Linked DNA regions of Mus musculus: regions 2 and 3 are each linked to region 1. The links are chromatin contacts, called in public HiChIP or PLAC-seq and promoter capture Hi-C maps. All regions are on one chromosome and are shown on one strand. Each heading gives the region's core, a stretch centred on a gene start, on an enhancer-like site or on the middle of the called end of the contact. The rest is flanking DNA. Distances are from core to core; before and after follow the strand shown.

Region 1 (4,016 bases), core at 855-3,354:
TAGGTGTTGTTACTGCATCTCAGCCATGAGGCTGTTGAGTGCTTTGTCCCTCAAGGTTGGTCACCCTCACTGGGACTTGGACTTTTCGGTCAATTGGCAACCACTCCCACAGAGCACTGAGGACCCCAGGGAACCCGGCACAGGAATTCCTACAATGTACCGAGTTCCCCAGGGAACCCTTCACATGCACTCCCACAGTGCACTGAGGACCCCAGGCAATCTCTAACAGCTAGTCAGCAGCTGGTCTGTGTTGCTCGAGATGAGGACTGTCTGTCTTGGACTCTGCTGCTAAGCCCACAGTAGCATGAGGCCTTGTGGCTTAAGCATCAGACGAGCTTCTGCTTTGAAGAGCATTTGTCTCAATTTGTTTAGCACTTTTTAGATTCTTGGGAATTCAGCTAAATTCCAGCTGTAATCTTTAAAAAACATACATTGCTGCAAGCATAATTTTCTCTGTTTCAGAGCTAATCTTAGGCTTTGGAGCATCTGTCTTTCCCAGATCACTAGCCCACTTCCACCCTCCCGAGTGCCTTAAAGAAAAAAAGAAAAGGAAAAGAAAAAAAGAAAAACACCTTTATATTTTATGCATTATGGGTGTTTTGCCTACGTGTATGTCTGTGCACCAAGTGTTGTACAGCACCTGGAAGGCTGGAAGGGAACCTGGTCTACAAAGCAAGTTCGAGTATAGCCAGGGCCACACAGAGAAACCCTGTTTCCAAAACAAAACAAAACAAAACAACAAAAAGAGGACAACTTTGTGGACTTGGTTTTCTCCTGACACCATGTGTGGGTCGTGGGGATGAAACTCAGGTCTCCAGACTTGGCAGCAAGTGCCTTTACCTGCTAAGCCATCTTGACAACCTTCATTATTTCTAATGTGGCTACAGGAAAATGGAATGTTGCACCAAGTGGCTTGGATTCTCTTTCTACTGGCAGGCACTGGCCTTTGGGCTTTACTATTTCTTTAGCTGCTAGATTCAGTTGCTGTGGTAATTAAACGGCGCTTCCGACTCAGTGCTTCTAGGAAAGAAAAATGACGAGAGCAAGGGGGTGCAACCTCGGGGATGATTTTCTTGCGCGGTCCGGTTCACTCCACCTCAGTTTTCTCAGCAAGCATCCGATTTGGCAAAGACCCTCCTTTAAGGAGAAAGGGACCAGGTTTGCTTCAGTTCAGTCCATCAGTCTAGATCTCTGCCCAGAAAGCTAGGGACTGAAGATGCCTTTCCTTCCTCGAGCCTATACCAAATCACTCTTCAGGGGAGGGGTCGCCTTCCCTCCCCCGCACCGGGAGTCAGAGCCTAGAGCCTCAGTGTCACACGTTTATCACGTGCTCAGCTGCTTCACTCTGGAGCTCACCTGAAATGTGCCTGCCTCCTGCAGGCCATCGCAGGCCTCTCTGTAAGCTCTCCTTTCGCGTACCCAACTTTTTAGGTTTCTTTCAGTGTGGTAGTGAAGTACTTGTCTCAAGTTTGTCTTTCGAGAGACACACAATCCCTAGGTAATAGTATGTTAGCAAACGTTTCTTATATGAGAATCAGTTACCCTAGACTGATTGTTCTGGGGGTTTAACCTAGAGCCGCGGCAAGTGCTATACCACTGCGAGACACCTCCACCCCAGCTCTTAATTTTTTCTTCCCGCTTGAGAGCTATGCACTCAGCAAAAATCTGTAAGTTGAATTAGATATTTGTTGTGTTTCTAGATGCTGTTAATCTCAAAACAGAGCTGAGAGAGGCAGAATTCACAATGGGTGGGGTGGCGTATGCTGTGGTGAGGAATTGGGGCTGTGTACTTCACTTGATCCTTCTTGGAGCCTCAAGTCAAGAAGGCTGCCTTCACACCTGGATGCGTTTTCTTGGACTGCCTCGCCTTTCCCTCCTTCAAGGCGAGTACACCCAGCCTATAATGAAAACGCATTATCAATTCTCTGCTTCCTGCTCCTTGGATGACTTTCAACTAAAAGCAGCACTGACTCTACTCTGCGTTTAGACTGATTCCATCCCGACTGCCTTCAAATTTGCCCGCCCTCCAAACTTTGTTTTAGTATTTTTTTCTGTGAAACAAAAAGGCTGTCGGCTCTTGAAAAGGGGAAGGAATTTGGAAGCGCTTTGAGGGGAAAAAAAAAAGAACCACGAGGAGGATGTGGTAAAAAGCAGGAGGGGGTGGGTGATGGTGGTTGATTGCAAAGGACAGGGGCTGGGGGTGGAGCGGTGAAGATCAGATAAGAGGTCACTGAATTCCTGGGGTCACAGGTTAAGGATTGGGGGGTGGGAGGTTGAAGGCTCCACCCCTTGCAGAGATTATAAATAGGTAGGCTGGGCTTCGGGCTGTGATGCTTTCGGTGATAGTCCTTAAGCCTTCTGAGAGCGGCTTCTGTAGGACCCGAGGAACACTTGCTGCCGAGAACATTGGCTGGATACCTCTAGATCTACCTTAAGACTTGAGAACTAGGTTGGGACCATGGGGACAACGAAGGTAAGAGCTGGTTGTTTTTATTTGCTTGTTTGGGGTCCTCACGGAGGTAGGTCGTGGTGCGGATCGCCGTGCTCCGGTTTCTCCTAAGTCACCGAGCCATCCGGACGGAGGCCTTTTCTTATCAGCTCCAGCAAGCAATTCGATACTAGTGTTAGCGTTCTAGGCATCTCCTACCTGACGAGGATCCTCTCGGACACCTTCTTAGCACGTGAAAGTCACCTCAGAAGCTGTTTGCCTCTCGGGTGTGTTTGAGGTAGCTGTGATGAGAGCGAAGAGGGTAGGACTTGGCCGCGGGGGTCTCGGAGCCAGCTGGAAGGCTTGGGAAAGGCTTAGACCTTGAGAGGACGTGGGGTTGGCTTGGGTTTGCTGTTCAGCATCCCGCTATCGGTCCTTGGGTTCCCGGTACTGTGGGGAGGGAAGTCCAGTTGTCCTTACTATGGTTGTGAGTGCAGGATGTATCGGAGTTAGTGTGGGCGGAGGGAGGAAGGCAGTATTTGTAAGGAAAAGGGCATTTCCACGAAGATTAACTTGGAAATTAAGTAAATTAAGAGACCGTGAAAAAAAAATCAGGATAAAAGAGGGGATGTCTGTAAAGAGGGTTTTACAACAAGGAAAGGGCCTTCGCCTGGAAGGGACAGCACTTAACCACCGAGAGACTGGGAGGCTGCCGGGAAGGTCAGCTCGCTGCTAGACGCTCCCAGCCTGCCACCGGGAGTGACCTTAAGAGGAACTTAAGGACAGGTGAAGAGGTTGTAGCAGGCCAAATAGGTCGGCCTCAGACTCCAGTTTTGAGATGTCCCTGCCTGCTTGAGTGATTTCCCAGCAAGGTGAGGAGATGTCTGCCTGATCCCCCCTTGCTAAAAATGGCTCCTAATAATGTGTTTAAAATGAGCAGAGGCTCTGGCCAGCTGGGCGGAGAATGGTACCATATTTAGAGAACAGGAAGACTCTCAAGAGGGCCCAGGATGTTGCTGGTGGGTTGGGTAGTCTAGAGATAAGAAAAATAAAAATCTGAGCATAGCACCTCGCACCTGTGACTCCAAACCTGAGAGGCTGAAGCAGGAGAAGTGAGGAGCTGACTTGAGGTTAGCTTGGAGTACAGAGCGTGGGACCTCCTCTCAAAGAGAGGAAGAGGAGATGAGAGAGAAACAGGTGGTGGGAGAGGAGAAAAAGGAATTCACACGGTTAGTTCCGGTGCTTGGGGGTCGGGGGGGGGGTGGTGCGGGGGGAGAAGGGGGTCACCTGCCATCTACCATGCTGGTGTGGCTGCTCCTTCCTGCTCCTGTTCTGGCCTCTACAGTCTGTGAGGCGTGGTGGACCCACATGGAGTCTGGTTCTGCCCTCTATGCTTTGAGGGGTTTGGGTCTGTTATGTTTTATGTTTTGAGACAAGATCTCACTGTAAGCCTGGACTAGCCATGAACTCACCGATAGTATTCCACAACCCTGCATTCACCGTTCCCTAGGGCAGTCAGATACCTGTGTCTATCTGGTGACGTTTTTGGTTGCCTTTTCTTTTTGAGAAATTTAGTTCAGGCGGACTT
Region 2 (4,016 bases), core at 930-3,429, 110 kb before region 1:
TATGTATGTATGTATGTATGCATGCATGTATGTATGTGTGTGTAAGCGAACGAAAGGACAAGTCTATCTGTTTCTTTGTTTGCTTGAATAAGTATCTCATTTTGTAGCTCCGGCTGCTTGGAACCGGTGATCCTCCTGCCTCAGCATCCCAGTGCCGGTCTTACAGATGTGGGTGACCTGCCTGGTTGACCTGAGAGAATTCTTTACTTTAGGAATGCCTGTAGGGCCTCTCCTTCACCTGATGAAATGCAGCCCCAGGGCTGCAGGCTAGGGTCAGGAGCCTATCTCCTGGGTCACACTATCTCCCACCCTAGCCCTGAGCACAGCTTGCTCCATCCAGAGCCTCAAGCCTTGTAATCACTTAGGGGCTTGTTTATGGCTCACTTCTCTGGAACTACTTCCTTCGAACTTTCTTCCTAGATTCCCATAAGTGAACACATCTATATCCATTGTGTTCCATTTTATTTCTATTTATATACAAAGTATGTTTGTGTTGCAGGGTGTGTGTTTGTGTGTATCGTCAGAAATTAGAACACAGTTAACTTATTCTCATTTTGGCATAGCACAGTTTATCCATGTATCAAACATAGAGCAATACCATTTGAGATTAATTAAATGTATTTTTACAGCATTCCTCCTCAAAACCCCCTTAAGCGGAAATCTCTAGTTTCTTTGGAAAGTTAGTTCTGTCAAATGATGTTTTGCTGGGGTGCACAGGTGAAAGGATGTCTTGCTAAACTAAACATGTGAGAAAATGTTTTCCTGAAGCAGACGACGGTGAAAGGAAGTTTTGATATAGCAGACACGTGAAAGGACACTTGAGGAAAGAATGTAAATATGACTCCACAGACAGTGGGGCATGAGCACTGAGCCTTGGTTTGGTTTGCTCTGTCTCCCCATTCTTCATTCACCTTATATAGCGTGGTTGAGCTCAACTCGTGGTAATGCAGCCATTGAGAGAAACTCACCCAAGGACTTCGGTTCCTGCAGCTGCTTGCCACTTTAGCAGCCTTGCCTCAGACCAGTTGGCATTCATGCCCGGTGTCTGCTGGTGGAGAGGACTGGATTGAAGCTGCTAGCTCATGTGTGGCATCTGCCTGCCTATAGGACTGGTCTACAACTGCTGAGTTGTATTTGGTGTTTGCTATGGGACTGAACTGCTGAGAAAGAAGACGGGGATTGCGCCCACCCCCCCCCAAAGAACTATTGCTGAACAGGCCCACTTCCACCATATTCTAATAACTTTTCTTCCACTCTCTCTGCTGGGTGGTAGGTTAGAGAAGAGAATGAACCTTATAATTAAAAGTAGGTTGCAAAAAATTTATGCTACACCTCCCAACTCAGCCATCTTTTTGTTGTTGTTCTTAAATGTGTTATTTGTTCTTTAACAAGTACATATGCATTCAACCTAACTTGATCATAGCCATCTCCCGTCGTCACACACACACACACACAGTTTTTTCCTGACCTGGGGATTAACCACAAGACCTAGGACATAGCAGACAAGTGCTCACCCACAATCTATATCCCTAGATCTTTTATTACTTTTTTGTCTTGAGATAAGGTCTTGCTAACTTTCTCAAGTTGGTCTTAAAATCACTCTGTAGAGGCTGGAAAAATGGCTTAATAGTTGAGTTCCCAGCACCAAATGAGTGACTGGCAAATCTATAACTTCAATTCCAGGGACCCCCCCCCCCATGCCCTTTTCTGGCCTCCATAGGTAGCAGGCACAAATATATGTACACACAAATGGGGGGGGGGGGAAGAACTCCTACACATAAAAGAAAATCAATAGATCTTTTAAATACCCCATTCTATGGGACTGGAGAGATGGCTCGGAGGTTAAAAACAGATCCCAGCACCCACATTAGGTTCCAGTTCCAAGAAATCTAGCATCCTTTCTTGGCCTCTGTGAGCAACCATATATGGCACACACATACTGATATAAAGATAAAATAAAGCAAATTTAAAGGGAAAAAAATAAAACCTCACTCTGTAGCACAGACAAGCCTCAAATTTCTGCCTGCCTGCATCTCAGCATCTCGTAGCTAAGGTGACAGGTTCCTGCAGGAAATATCTGTGTCCTGATCGGCCTCCTCCACCCGCCCTCCTCTGTCCTTCTGCTTTTCTTATCTACGCCGGCTAAGTTTAAGAGGTGACTCATGGAAAGGCCCTTCCTGTGCAGTCAGATAGCAGTCATGATCCTGAGTTCCCTTTACCCAGGGAAAAGTCAGTGCTCAGCAACTCGTCCAATGCACTTCACTACTTCATTTTGGCTGGACCAGACAGGATTTGTTGGTGGCTCGCAGATCATCAGTCCTGGAGCCTTTGGATTCCATCTCAGTGTGCTTGGTAAGAAAACATAGATGAGCCTTATAGTTCATGCTTGGTTTAGCCTGCTGATTATGTACAATGGCTTCAAGTTCCTTATCTTCTGTTTCCTTCTATTCTTTTCCCTAAAACTTTTTTTTTTTTTTTTTGAGAGTCTTACATAGAGCCTTGGATGGTTGGGAACTCACTACATAGACTGGGCTAGCCTTAAACTCACAGAGCTATATCTCCTTCTCCTGCGATTAAAGTTGTACACAATCATATCTGGTTCTTTCCCTAACTTTTGTTTTGTTTTGTTTTGTTTTGTTTTGTTTTGTTTTGTTTTGTTTTGTTTTGTTTTTGTTTTTCGAGACAGGGTTTCTCTGTGTAGCCCTGACTATCCTGGAACTCACTTTGTAGACCAGGCTGGCCTTGAACTCAGAAATCCGCCTGTCTCTGCCTCCCAACTTTCCCAAATTTTTATTTCTCCTGTCTTATCTCCATGTCTACTTTTATTTTTATGTAAATACTATACATTCTATTTATCTTGGCTTTTAATATTTTCATTCTGAAAATAATAATGAATTTATGTTATTTATTCCCCTAGATTATAGATCATGTTTTCTTCCCTTAGTTTTGCTTCTGTAATCATTGATCACATGTACACACATTTATTTTTATGTATATATACACACACACACACACACACACACACACATATATATATGCCCATATGTGGATTCTTCTTCTGTTGCTCTCTGTAACTCTCCCGTTCTTTGAGCTATTCCTTATCAAAATAGCTGGTTCTATCATTCCATAATTATTATTTGATATTTAAATCTAATTTTTACTCATCATAAATACATTTTAGTTTCAGGTTTTTTTTTAATTACTCTGGCCAACTCAATCCTGAAATCTTTATAAAAAACTTAAACATAGAGGGTTTTTGTTTGGTTTGGTTTTGGGGGGGGGTTGCTCAGAACTTGGGGAAATGTAATGTGGTCTTGTCCTGGATGACTTTTAGGGTGTGAGCTTTCAAGGAAGATCATTTGTGATATTTAAACTATTCCTCACAGCACGGAACTCAGTTGCTCTTACATTGGAATGTTTTCCTTTCAACTTCTGTTATTTTAAATCGCTATGTCCACTTTATTATCGAGACCACAGTTTCTCAGTCATGTGATCCCTGCAGTAAAAAAGAACAGTAACCTAGGCGTTATTAGGTGAGTAGCTGGGGCTCTCCCCGGCTGCGGTCACGTGAAAGCCACGTCATCTCCAGAATCTCAGCATCAAAAGCTGCACAGCGAGGGATGTCTGTGGGTTGCTCTGTTCCTAGCAGTCTCTGGGTGGGCTTTGCTCTCAGCATCTTAGGATGGTACGCATTGAGGTTGGAATGGGACACTAGATCCGAGTTCTTGCCGTTCACATAAGGGAATGGTAGGACTTGAAAAAGACAGAGACCAGAGTGGGTATCGTTTCTCCTTTTCTTCTTATTCTGTTGTTATCCTAACTTCTGCTTACCGCATAAGACTTGTCACAAACTTTTGTCAAGTTCAGCAGAATCGCTTCCAAATGTCCCAGCTTCCATTTAAAAACAAGCAAACCAAAAAATCAAATCAAATCAAATAAATAAAAATGGAGGAGGCTGAAGAGATGATCGGTGGTTGGGAGCAGTGGCTGCGCTTCCAGAACCCTGCTCTACCAGG
Region 3 (4,016 bases), core at 612-3,111, 80 kb after region 1:
TCTCTGCCTGCTCCTCCTGCACTGGCTCCTCACATTCACATTTGCAAATGCATGAGAACAGAATTGGACACCACAGAAGACATGGGGTTCTGTAAGTCACACCTCTGTCTGAGTGCTTACCTGGTCAGATGAGGAAATCAGGCCTGTCTTCCAACCTCAGTCACCAATATCTATCCTGTTGCCACTCTTGGAAAATGGGAAGTCACTCTGCAGTTCATTCCTGGTGATAGGATGGTTGCAAGCCTCAATTTTTTAAAAGTATCTGGGCAGTAAGACCCTTTAAGTGTCTGTCCCTTCAAGGTTGAGATGCTGTAGCTGGACTCAAGTTTATGAAACATTTGATGTTCTTATGCCAGATGTTTACAAGGCAAGGGTGCAGATGTGTGGGCGGGCTGGGGTGTAGGCTGTACAGGGCAGTGAAGAGCCGTGAGGCTGAGCATGGAGACAGACCTGGGTTCAAGTTTACCCATGGTGAAAAGTACTATTCTTTTCTTTCTTTCTTTCTTTCTTTCTTTCTTTCTTTCTTTCTTTCTTTCTTTCTTTCTTTCTTTCTTTCTTTTTTTTGAAAAGTACTATCCTTACTGAATGATCAAACTGGGTCCTCAGGTGAGGTGACATAAGATCGGGGAGGGCCCCCCCCCCCCCGCAGCACCTTCTCAGACAAAAAAAACCCAAAGAGTCCAGAAGAAAGGCTAAAGGGGCTTTTAACGAAATCGCTCCAACAGCACACGCGAAGCACAAGGCTGCAGAGCCCGGGAAGATGGAAAACCAGTTTCCTCCGGTCTCTGCATTGAAGCTTTTGCTGAGGAGGACATGACACCTGTCCTGCTGGGGCTCATGTGAGCCTGGGGGTGAGGGTGGGGGTCAAAAACGTGCTCCGTCTCCTCGAGCCAACAAAGGAAGAAATAATTAACTGCATTCAAGTACTGTGGGCTTAACTTTGCAGGAGTTAAGGCTGGCCCCAACTCAGGAGGGGCCTTTGAGATAGCAGATTGCCGACGGACTTTATTTCCTTTAAGTTTGTGTTAGCTTTGGGCCAGGAAGGGTCAGCTAATTATGTTTACTGTCGCCAGTTTGCCCTTTAGCTTTGTGGCCACTTTAAGGCCCCAGTTGCCCTTTGGGTTCATTTTTAACTAACTAGCAACTCACAGTTGAAGGGTTGCTTGCTGAAAGGTCTCAGTTTGAAAGTCTGACCTTCCTCTTGCTAATCCACCTTGAAGATCTCACATCTCCCCGACTCCTTGTCTGCCCCAACACTGCCATGCCAGCTGTACGGTTAATTCCAAATCTATGGAAGGTAAATTCAGTCACTAACACGGTCACAGGTGGTGGTGGTGGGGGTGTCACAGCGGATCCCCGGTATATGTGGAGCACCCGGTTTGCAAGACCCAGAGGTGTCAGAGGAAAAAAAGCCAGCAGAGGGGACCTAGGAGAGCCCAGTCACCCATCTGTGTGAGGTTTCCCACGGCTTTTTAGGAACAGTACTCCACAGCAAATGCGCTGTTATCCCCCAGCCTTAACATTCCCACCCTTGGGCTAGGAAGGCCTTTTCTCTTCTGGGAGGTGAAGAGCAGACTGGTTTATTAGGGCTGTGTTAGGGCTTGGAATGAACTGTGAGTAAGGACAGTTGGGACCTCCTGGGGAAAGCGCCCTTGTTTCTAGCGAGTGGATTGTCTCCAGAAGCTGAATTCGGGAGGCCGCGAGGTGCACCGGTTTATCACCACCCGCTATAGACTCTCAGCAGCAGCATCAAAGAGGCCCAGCTGCAAGGGGGATGGGTGGGTGGTGCGGAGCGGACAAGGCGCTTGGCCTCCTGCCCAGTTCACCTTGGGAGTGGCACTTTGGTCTCAGTCTGAAGCCGGTTCACTTCCTGGACAGTAGGCTGAAGGATTCATCGCTATCCAGGGAGCGGCCAGCCTTCTTGTAGCAACTCATAGATCTGCAAATACATGAACCTGTGGGGGGACGTTTCACATTCAAACCACAGTAGAAACCTTTGTTTGAAAAGAATCGCTGGCAGACTGAGATGGGCTCCAGGGGAGAGAGGTGAGGGTGCTGAGCAGGCAGCCCCAGGGCAGTGCTAGGTTTCGGGAGACAACTGAAAGGGAATGGGCCTACATTGCTCTGGGTCACTGGGCTGGCACCTGTCCGTGAACACAGTAGGCAGAACTCTTTCTTCCAGACCCACGAGCATTGAGAAATCTTGGACAGTAAGAGACAGAACCTGCTCCAGACAGTTTAGCCCACGACTGGAGTTTTACAAGTTTAAACTAATATATATTGATTATTATTGTTGTGGGTGTGTCTGTGTGTGCCGGCGCACGTGCTGAGGCCAGAGAACTATGTTCAGGAGTCAGTTCTCCCTTTCCACATGTTGAGGCAGGGTCTCTCTGGTTTCTGAGGTGCTGTGTGTTCGAGGCTGGCAGCCTGTGAGCCTCTTTGGCCTTCCACCTTCCATCCTGCGGTATGAGTGCTGGGATTACAGATATCTACCACTATATCTGGCTTTCTACAGGTTGATCGGGTTAGTTTTTTAACTTGATGAGAACTAGAGTCATCTAGGAAGGACGAACCCCATTTGAGAAAATGCCGCCTCAGACCAGCCTGTAGGCAAGCCTGTGAGGCATTTTCTTCATTGATGGTTGATGTGGAAGGGTCCAGCCCATTGTGCCCACACTATTTCTTGGGTAGGTGGACGGTCCTGGGGTTTATAAGAAGTCAAACTGAGCAAGCCAGCCAGGAGGAGTCTGTAAGCAGTGCTTCTCTGCGGCACAGCTTTTGCTCCAGCTTCCTGCCTCGACCTCCCTCAGTAATGGGGGTGTGACCCGAAGGTTGTAAAACGAAATAACCCTTCCCTACGAATGGTGTTCTTGGTCACAGTGTCTGTCACAACAGTAGAAACCTAACTAGGACACATGGGTTCTGATCATTGACCGTAAAGGGTTGGAGAGATGGCTCAGTGGATAAGAGCACTGGCTGTCCTTCCTGGGTTCAAATCCCAGCACCTACATGCTAATTTACAACTGTCTATAACTCCAAATCCTGACCTAGACACACATGCAGGCAAAAAACTAATATACATAATTTTTTTAAAAAAATGTTAAAGAGAGAATTGAACTTAGATGGTTGTGGCAAATGCTTTTATTCATAGACGTCTTGCTGGTATCTAAACCCAGGATGTTTGTGTCTTGTGTAAACTGGGAGGGTGAAGGTGGAGCAGCCTGAGAGGGGCTGGACCCAGGGCTCTCTGCCCTTCTTTTCTCTTTGTCTCTGTGGAATGTGTTCTCTTTCTCCTAAGGACGGGGGAGGCCGCTGCGATGTGTGTCCAGGCTGTCACAGTCTCAGCTTCCAGGAAAGAGCTCCCACAGGGAATGCTCCCCACATGGGAACTTGAAGTTGAAGCTGTATGGGCCTGGGTGGGTGAGCATGGCCAATCTAAGCAAAGACACCATTGGTTTCTTCATCAGCAAAGTCAGGACATCCTAGAGCTTTGTGGAGTCTCTGAGCATGATGGCCCTAAAAGGCCACTGGAAACTGTGCTCCTCAGCCAGTCTCTTCTTCTTGTACCCTCTCCGTGGTCACCTCTGCATTCACCCCAGCCATCAGCTCCTTGCAGTTTTAGTGCCTTGGTCTGTGTACTCTTTACTTCATCCACTTAGCTCCACCCTCCTGTGCCACGGGCTGGGGCTGTCATCTCCCAGTAGGGGGCCTTCTGACCCACCTCGCACTCCTGCTATCTATCACCTGTCCTTTCCAGGTAGTGTTGCAGGATGTAGAGAGCACAGGATAGTTGGGACAAGCTCCAGAAAATATGATTACCACAAACTGGCAAGATTGAGGCAGGAAAGCCCTTTGCCATTGCCAAGGAATAGGGCCCCAGGGACCTCATCCCTCCAAGCAACCATCAGGCCCTGTTGCCTACATGGAGGTGAAGGTGGCCAGTCACAGACCTCTACGATGCATTCAGTGCTTCCATCTGTTGGGGTAGACACACACTGCTCACGTTCCACGGGCCC

The links. HiChIP or PLAC-seq counts read pairs in DNA pulled down with a chosen protein or histone mark. Capture Hi-C pulls out chosen DNA fragments and counts their contacts.
Region 2: a contact with region 1 is called in a promoter capture Hi-C map of pancreatic islet. The contact joins the promoter of C3ar1 here to the promoter of Slc2a3 in region 1. A contact is called at or near these places in 10 of 484 Hi-C or Micro-C datasets (the C2C12 cell line, Sertoli cells, astrocytes and 3 more), 6 of 115 datasets of contacts at active chromatin or transcription factors (embryonic stem cells, extraembryonic endoderm stem cells, microglia and 2 more) and 3 of 9 other capture datasets (adipose tissue, liver and pancreatic islet).
Region 3: a contact with region 1 is called in an H3K4me3 HiChIP or PLAC-seq map of embryonic stem cells, with 11 times the contacts expected there. The contact joins the enhancer-like site here to the promoter of Slc2a3 in region 1. A contact is called at or near these places in 2 of 39 promoter capture datasets (embryonic stem cells and macrophages), 3 of 15 datasets of contacts at CTCF or cohesin (the NIH/3T3 cell line, embryonic stem cells and stem cell-derived epiblast-like cells), 36 of 484 Hi-C or Micro-C datasets (the AML12 cell line, the C2C12 cell line, ECoMG myeloid progenitors and 22 more), 24 of 115 datasets of contacts at active chromatin or transcription factors (bone marrow-derived macrophages, embryonic fibroblasts, embryonic forebrain and 10 more) and 4 of 9 other capture datasets (adipose tissue, liver, macrophages and 1 more).

Annotation. Positions count from the first base shown.
Region 1 is chr6:122,740,833-122,744,848 of GRCm38.p6, reverse strand. Slc2a3 (solute carrier family 2 (facilitated glucose transporter), member 3) reads left to right here and starts at 2,104. Exons shown (of 10, transcript NM_011401.4): 1 at 2,104-2,473. The coding sequence starts at 2,459.
Region 2 is chr6:122,854,320-122,858,335 of GRCm38.p6, reverse strand. It overlaps C3ar1 (complement component 3a receptor 1), which reads left to right and starts at 2,179. Exons shown (of 2, transcript NM_009779.2): 1 at 2,179-2,352.
Region 3 is chr6:122,660,861-122,664,876 of GRCm38.p6, reverse strand. No RefSeq gene overlaps it. Among named protein-coding and RNA genes, the nearest start is that of Dppa3, 36 kb to the right of the region's middle. RefSeq lists a cis regulatory region at 172-2,955 and an enhancer at 442-3,292. Within about 2 kb of position 1,861, at least 16 of the 459 cell types and tissues checked have an H3K27ac peak or open chromatin away from gene starts, as enhancers often do. A contact at or near this core is called in the N1E-115 cell line and embryonic stem cells, where this site is marked.